Linked DNA regions of Zea mays: region 2 is linked to region 1. A link is a contact called in public Hi-C data. All regions are on one chromosome and are shown on one strand. The core of a region is the stretch at or near the end of the contact, and the rest is flanking DNA. Distances in the headings are between cores, read along the strand shown. Region 1 has its middle 52 kb from the start of LOC103644495. Region 2 has its middle 6.3 kb from the start of LOC100284268.

The links. A called contact is a pair of places that touch in the nucleus more often than the background predicts.
Region 2: a contact with region 1 is called in a Hi-C map of ear, with 2.0 times the contacts expected there. The contact joins two enhancer-like sites. A contact is called at or near these places in 2 of 25 Hi-C or Micro-C datasets (ear and tassel).

Annotation. Positions count from the first base shown.
Region 1 is chr1:22,501,435-22,505,746 of Zm-B73-REFERENCE-NAM-5.0, forward strand. No RefSeq gene overlaps it. Among protein-coding and RNA genes, the nearest start is that of LOC103644495, 52 kb to the left of the region's middle. Within about 2 kb of position 1,872, at least 19 of the 20 cell types and tissues checked have an H3K27ac peak or open chromatin away from gene starts, as enhancers often do. A contact at or near this core is called in ear and tassel, where this site is marked.
Region 2 is chr1:22,643,218-22,647,529 of Zm-B73-REFERENCE-NAM-5.0, forward strand. No RefSeq gene overlaps it. Among protein-coding and RNA genes, the nearest start is that of LOC100284268, 6.3 kb to the right of the region's middle. Within about 2 kb of position 2,169, at least 14 of the 20 cell types and tissues checked have an H3K27ac peak or open chromatin away from gene starts, as enhancers often do. A contact at or near this core is called in ear and tassel, where this site is marked.

The sequences.
Region 1 (4,312 bases), core at 622-3,121:
CTCTTTCTTACACTCAATATGGGTTGTTTCAGTTATTCAAATTAAACAAGAGCTCTAATATGGGCTGGTTGGTGGGATATTTGTAGCCATAACTAACTAACCGTTACAGTAACTCTAGCAAAATTCATGACCATTGGACCATCTGATGCTCGCCCATTGGATCATACCACATTATCCAACGAGACACATCGTACCTCTCCTCCAACAACGTGTACCACTCCATCCTACAATATCAAACATAAGACATATCACTAACATGGCAAAACAATTGTATTATGTAGAGAATTTAAAATAATCACATCATTCTAAGCTGCATCCTAGATATTAGATATTAATGTTCCTGCCAGCTTTGAGCACAAGAAAGCAACACTGTAGGCTACACATCTGAGTAATTGGGACATACAAATATTGACCAAATTTTCTTGTTATTTATAAACTTTGTATTTATAGCATATTTTAGAATAAAGTAATAGATGCATAAACTTGAAAGAAAGAAAATGTAGTGGCAAATCAAATAGTGTCACATGCTCTTGGCTTGACATCATATATGAGATATCCCTAATTAGTATAAATGTTCTCCCACTTTTGTTTCCATAGAATAGATAATGTAGGACATGATATAAGAGAGTGCACAAACTATGATTCCAACTAACCTCTACACATACATTTCACAAATAAATCAACATACCCACCATACATTTCACAAACACATCACTAAATCGTCCATACAACCATATCTAGGGTTGCACATATAAACAACTAAGTGAGATTAGGCCGCCCTACGAGCGTATTTGGGGGTTAGGATGGGGGGAGAGAGAGTAGTATGTGAGCACAAAAATAAAATAAATAGAGGAAGAAGAAGGGTTCTTTGGCTAAGTCTAGTAGGTCCCATAAAACGTCCCCCCACACGAAAATAAATAAGGGACGCGATACATTGTAATTTGTAGTTGTAGATACATCCAGCAGATTGTGGACGCGGATGCGAAAAAAGTGTAATGCGGGCGTGTGTTCCCTAAATCTGGACACCCACTTTCTTCTTCCTCATTTTCACGATCTACCAAAAATGGAAAAAATTGGGGGATATGGGCTGAAGGATGCGACTTCTTCGCATCCGTGGTCCCATGCTGTTGGACAAAGTACTAGGGACTAGTTTGGAAGTCCAAAAAGCAGAGATGATTAGAGCTGATAAAATCCCCTTCTTATTCAATTTTGAATAAGGAGTGAATTTTAGTCCCTCTAATCCTCTCCGGTTTTATGACTCCTAAACTAATCTTGGTGTTGAGTCAACCCGTGCCGAATTACGAGGCTCGTTGCTAACTGGAGTGATGCCGAGCTCCGTGGAGCACATCACCAACGCGAGCAACATCGAGGTTATGTAATATGACATTACGTTGAGTCTCATGTCTCGGTGTCATTTTCTATGACGTTGCATTTTTGGATTGTTTTTTCCATGAGGTCTATTTATAAAATAAGATTTTAAAAATAACCAAAATACAAAAAAAATCACCCGTCGTCTCCGCCGTATTGCATATTTGGCAGCTACTCCGTGAATTCAAGATGTCGTTTGGTTCACATATTTGTAATGTAATAGGTAACAAATAACGTTAAATAATATTTGTTTAAGTCTAACCGTAATCGGATATTATACTAGAAATTGATACTAGCCTATTCAAATTTGTTATCGCTAGTAATAATCAAATACAAATCATTACCATTATCATTTACGCTACATTTTAGGAACCAAACGGCACAAGTGCTTGCTACGGCAAATGCAGGTATGATACGACTAATCAGCGCGGGACCACGTGTGGCCATCGATTATTATGTTGGCCCGGTACCGAGGCCACAACCTGGCACATGCGCGCAGCGCAGCCCGGCTTGTGACTTGTGTGGGCTTTCCGTGGCAGGAGGTGGCTTTTGCGTTTGTCTCCGGCCTGGCGGCCTCTGGCTTTTGCGTTTTGGGCAGCCGGAGCCGGGGACCTTGACCTAGACGCTGGTGTGTATGCTGCCTTGTCTGTCTGCACAGGCCGTTTTCTTCGCCCGGCGTGGACGGTGGACCATGGTCGCTGTGGTGGTGCTAGTGCGCGCGTTCCCGACCCTGACTGACAGCACACACGCCGTAATATTGCCAGTAGCTGCAGCAACATCAAACGACATGTTCGGTCACGTGCAATGGATCCGTCGAGTCAAACGCAGCAGCCAATCATCAAGGCATTAACGCTGTACTGTGACATCTAACGACTAACCAAACCTTCGCCAGGTTCGATCGATAGGGACATCCTTGTTGGCTGCGTCAGTACCCATCCCGTGCAGGTTCTGATTAGATTGTTATTGTTACTGCTACCTCCGTCCGTCCTCCAAAAGCTATAGTTCTAGTCCTTTAGATGGCTAGTGTGGGTGTGTCTGCTTCGGATTCAGGCGTGAGCGCCCGAGGCGTCGAGTGGGGAGGTCGCCAACGTATGGTCTCCAGTCTCCACACGGCGCGTGATTTCTGACACAGTCGGACGCTGCGCCCGTGTGGTGTGGTGTGCGCATTCGAACTGGACGATCATCGTCAGGTCAGTGCTCGCGGGCCAACTAAAACTCCCTCACTCCTCCTGACTCGTTCTCTCGATCCAAATAGAAAAAAGGACGAACCAAAAGATCATTCTGACAGAGCTACACGAGTACTACAGCAAAGATTAAAGGAGCAAGGTTTGGATCGGATTGGATTGCAAGATATGGAGCTCCAAAGAGAGGCACTCGAAACTGAAACTGAACATTCAGTTTAGTCAGTGCTTCAGTAAACTTTTGCAAACGTTGAACTTCGTTTTGAAAACCAAAAGAAACTCAAACAAGGTTGGACTTTGTCTTGCATGCAAATTTTACATAGAGCTTCAACTCTTAGCAAAGGATTTGATGGAGTTATCATGTGAAAAAGGGAGGAAAAAATAGTGCAAACATGTGATCCCGGATCAATCAACTTAGGTCAGTTTAGTCAGTGCTTCAGTAAACTTCTGCAAACGTTGAACTTCGCTTTGAAAACTAAAAGAAACTCAAACAAGGTTGGACTTGACTTGCTTGCATGTAAAGTTCACATATATTAATCCGAATCTTAGTAAAGGATTTGATGGAGTTGTCATGTGAAAAAGGGAGAAAAAGTTAGTGCTAACATGTGATCTCGGATCTGTCGACGACTAGTTTGGGAACCCCATTTTCCCACGGGATTTTCATTTTCCAAGTCAAATTAGTTTATTTTCCCTTGTGAAAATAAGAACCACTTGAAAAAATGGAGTTCCCAAAGTAGTCCTTAAAAAATTGGGATTAGAAAAACAGCAGTCAATTGAAAGTTAAGGCTACTGTCTGGTCTTGGATTGGGTCCTTGCGGCTCGTTTTTAGCATACAAAATAAACTACAACTTTTGCTTAAGGTCAAAGACCATTACTATAACATAGACTGCAGTTCCGGTTTGGTCAACACAGCACCATGGAAAAAAATGTTTGTAGCCAAAACAACACTTAAAAGCATATTTTACTTATCTTACCAACATAAGCCCTGTTTCATTCTTTATCCTATATTATTATAGGTTGCCTAGGTGATAAAAACACCAAGCTCTTGGGTTAACACCAGGATCATACAAGGTGGACATGAGAAGTAAAACCTTTCAAAGAGATAACAGGGGCATTAACATGTGAGGATGTTTATGTAATGAATGAAAATGCTTATGCTCATGTAATGCATACTTCCAGACCTTGCAAGGCCTTCGAGAGCATGTCGAGTGTTTGCCGGGGAACCATTTGATATGAACGAGGTCCCTAGCGAGTTGATCAATCATCACTTGGTGGGCATCTAACTTGATGCTCGACCGGTGAGCCAGAAGCTACGAAGGTAAATCGCAAAATACTAGAATTTGTCTATGCTGAAATCGAGAAGCTCCTTCCCGCCGACTTCATCCACGAGGTACAACACCCTAAGGCCTTGTTCGTTTACATCGGATTGCACCCGGAATCGTTCCGGTTAATTAAAGTTTATATAAATTAGAGAAGCAATCCGGCTCGGAATTGTTCCGACCCACCAATCCGACGTAAACGAACAAGCCCTAAGTGGTTGGCCAATCCCGTCTCGCCCTAAAGGCTGGATGCAAGGTATGGATTTGCATCGACTACACCGACCTTAACAAGGCATGTCCCAAAGGTCCATACCCCTCTACGCATAGATCAAATAGTAGACTCCACTTCGTTGCGAACTTTTGACTTTCCTAGATGTATTTGGGTTTCCATCAAATTAGAATGGCTAGGGAAGGTAATGAGAACACTTTTTTGTGACTCCTCAT
Region 2 (4,312 bases), core at 919-3,418, 140 kb after region 1:
TGGGACCCAAGCCTTAAGGCCAGCGTGCGCCCTTGGTTCCCACTCTTCGCTCGAGGAGGGGTTCGATGCCGCCACGTGGTGCTTAGGGGCGTGGCGGAAGCCTTCGGCTAGAAGCAAGCTCGTCGCCCGCATTTAGTGCGAGCGGATGAGGCGTGCCCTGTTGCGCATAGGACATGGACAAGCTTTTGTCATGCCGTGCAGGCGCGAATGACCGCTCCGCGTGTTACCATGCAGACAATTACGTGTTAGCGCCGCACACCGACCTTGTATAGTGTGTCGCGTCATACCGAGGCAGGCGGTTGTGTCTCTGCGCCGCGTGCATGGACGACATCATCATGAGCGGTTGTTTGCTCGAGCAGTGCGCGACGTCCATCACATTAAATCCCACGCACGTCAGCGTACCCGCCCCCTACATTCGTCAGCATACCATGTACACTCTGCGACAGGCATAGGTCGGCAAATGGGATGGAGGACACGTCTAGTCAGATGATCTGCATGGTGGCCGAGGAGAAGATCTATGTCCGCTGTTACACTTACTGCTCCATGTAGTATATATTTAATACTAGTTCGTTGGGGTCCGCCTATCGGGGCTTCTCAGCACTCATGTATGTGTCACCTTTGGACTATAAAATGGAGGGTACATGCGTTAAAGGGGACAACGCACTCACTCGGACTCATCTACACCCACGCTCGAGCTCTCAGCAATACAACTCACAAGTGGACGTAGAGTATTACGCTCCGATGCCCTGAACCATTCTAAACTCTTACATGTTCTTGTGTTCTTGCATCTTCACATGCTAACTCTAGGTAGCCCCTCATTCTTAGGATTAGGCGGGTGCATTCTATGATTCTATCAGCCGGTTGGATTTTACCTCTGACAATCATTATTGCGTGATGGGTCATTATTGATTCTTGTTATAAATATATTAGATATACAATTCATTTTTGTCAATGTATTTTTCCTGACAAGTTCGGGACTTTCAAGATTTTTTTCATGGTTTTGGACGTAGGTGATTGCGCTGTCATGCTAGTCAAAACTGATGCATAGTTGGATTTGAGTGTTATTTTCCGGAATTGTGGTGCTGCTCCGAAAACTTAATGGGAGATCGGTTACCCAACTTTTAAACTGGTGCAGTCGTCTTGTAGGAGTAGCAGCGACAGGCGACTATTGTTCGGTCGCAGCTGCATAAGCAGCTGGATGCAGCTGCGGCCAAGCAGCCGAGCGCTAAGGGCTTGTTTGGAGAAAAGTGTAATGGAGGGGGTTGAGGACACCAAAACCCATTACTATTTAGTCCTCTTAATCTTCTACATTACTCTTGGTCCCAAAGAGCCCTAAGGTCATAGTCGTACATTTGTTCTTTTTAAGGCCTTGTTCGGTTAATCCCGTTACCCATGGATTGGATGAGATTGAAAAAAATTAAGAAAGGGTTTGACTTAGTTGGGATTTAAACCCATCCAATCTCACTCAATCCATGTGGATTGGGAGCTAACCGAACAAGCCCTAAAATGGAAGCGTGGTTTGTGAAATGGTTCATTGGAAATGGCTGTGTGCTCCCTTATATGAATTTCCATCAATTGGCAATGTAGAATGGATCATTTCCATGACGAAATTGCATCATTGACTTGGCAAAAACTGGAACGAAAACAGGAATGCGCGGGCAACTTATTAAGCTTATATCATGACCAACGACAAAAATTGAGTGCATATGCTCACTACTTCACGTTCAAAATCACATCGAAATAAATAAACTATGGTTGGGGTCACATCCATATCAGCATTTATTCGTTTTGCTCTTAATTCATGTAAAATGGGTGGAATTTGGTTTAAATTTCAAACAAACTAAATTTTTTTATATTTTTTAATATCATCTAATTCATATAGATATAAATAACCGAACAAGATAATGAGAGTGAGATACTGAGATAAAGAACACTGTTTTTGTTACTCTCTGGTCACTACTGTATAAAAATGCACTACATTGAGATACCGTGGGTGCCACCAGGCGAGTGGAGCCATGACACGGAGTCACGGACATCAGACGCACAATGGTCGGTCAAGGAGCAGCGAAGCTTGCCAAAGGAACAGTGAGGGCTAGGCGTACGTGTCACCATGGCACCTGCTCCTGCTGAAAAAGGAGCCACCAGAGTAAACGGGGGAACATCAAAGCGGGCTGGCAAATGAAATACGGGCCGCGACTGAGCTCAAGGCCCAAGACCAGCACTGTGCGCCTCACTAGCCCAGCATGGGTCCAATCCGTTCTAGCTTAATTGAACATCAAAATAAACATGGGAAAAGGTATGCAAATTAACATAAGTAAGTTTAATTAGTTGTGTGGACTATTGCCTCTGTCCAAAAAAGAATAAGTGCATTCTCGGATAAAGTGTATAAACTTGAACAACATATAATAATAAAAATATTAACACTTATTACACTAAATAAGTATATTAAAAAATATGTTGCACGACAAAATCTAATGATATCTATTTAGTATGACAAATATTATAAATTTTATGTCACCCTGGTTAAATGTACATATTCTAATAAAGCATTGTTATAGAATTGCATGCTTTTTCGGACAAAGGGAGTAAGTATGAACTTGTAATCTATATCTATTTCTATAACTAACATTAATGGCTTGTTTGGGAGTCATGGAATGGAGAGGACTGGAGGGGCTAGAATCCTCTTGCTATTCAATTTTGAATAGCAAGACGATTCTAGCCCCTTCAATCTCCTCTATTTTTCTTGTTCCCAAACATACCTTAAAGAGGCAAAAAAAATTCCCCCTTATTTTTTTCGTCCCAACCATTTGTTGAGCTAGTCTTATGCAATCCTAATGTTTTCTTCAGCGCAAACTTCTCCCTTCTACTTGGTTTCTCCTTTCTCACGGTCTTACATCCTTTCTAATTCCCACAACACAACACAAGACGTGATGATAAAAGGATACCTAAAAATTAAACTATATTAGAGACGTGATAATAAAAAGATGTCCTAAAAATTAAATTGTGTTAGGACTACTTCATTAAGCCAGAGTCCACTTCCCTACCACTACATCAAATCAACACATATGAGTTACAATGTTATTATTCCCCAAGATAACATTTAGCTTATGTTTGGATCGGACATTTCAACATATCATCCGTACAAAATTTACCTGGGTGCCAATCAGGTGCATCAACAATTAATGGGACTTACCTCTATCTCAAGGTAATTAATAAATGAAATTAACACTAATATGGTACGAGCAAATTCTTTGAAAGGGCATGTACTAGCGGCCGGGTCCTTGAGGCAGTGAGCTGGCACTGGTGGAGGACAAAATAAAATTAAGGTATGGCAAAAAATATACTTAGCTAATAAAAATATAAGCTGATGTAAATTTCAGCATTTCGTCTAATTTCAGATTTGGGCTTGCCCTTTTTTTTAAATCGATCCATGTTTAGCCGTGTGAACCTAGACAACCCATACATGGCGTTTGGAAGTGTGCCATGTGCCCATGTAGCTTGTCGTGTTGTGCGTCTATGCCAGCTGGTCATTCGCTGCCAATGGTCGTCAGCCCAATAGATGCTCGGACACAACCAAAAAGGCCCATAAGTTCGTAACGCTTCACGTGCTAGCCCAGGTCCAACACTCCAATGTACTCCCTCCGTTTCTTTTTATTTGTCGCTGGATAGTGTAACTATCCAGCGACAAATAAAAAGAAACGGAGGGAGTAATGATTCGTCCTCCTCTCGTTGTTCACTACGGCCTACGCTCAGATCAGGAGCAGAGGTTATGAAGGTAAGCCATTCTAAGCTTACAACGCTAAAGAGCATCTGGTATTCATGGCTAAATTAAGGTATTGCGAGCGTCATATCTCGCCATACCATACTCTCCACCCGTGTGAGCCAGTACCTAGTAGTGGTATGCAATTACATCACTCTGTGACAGTACCGAAGCTAACAAATATTTTTTTGGGGTCGTCATCATTACCGCACAAATCCAAACTATAAAATTACATTTATTAACAATGTTTTTCCACTACAAATTCATAAAGTTGGGGTTAGCTGACTCCAATAAGAATGTGTTTGGTTTGAGGTCAAAGTAGGATGGAACAGAGATGACATCGTCCCCTTGATTTTTTGGATCACGCCGCCACCAAAAAATTTACTTCTATTTTTACCTCGCTCACACGTGTCTCTCGTCCAAACACTATAGAAACTGTAGCCGCTCACTTACATTCTTTCTTGTACATCCAACCAAAACACGTCTTAAAACGGTCTGTCTACCGCTGCTCCGTGATACCTAACATGTCTTCAAGATTGTGCATCAATGATG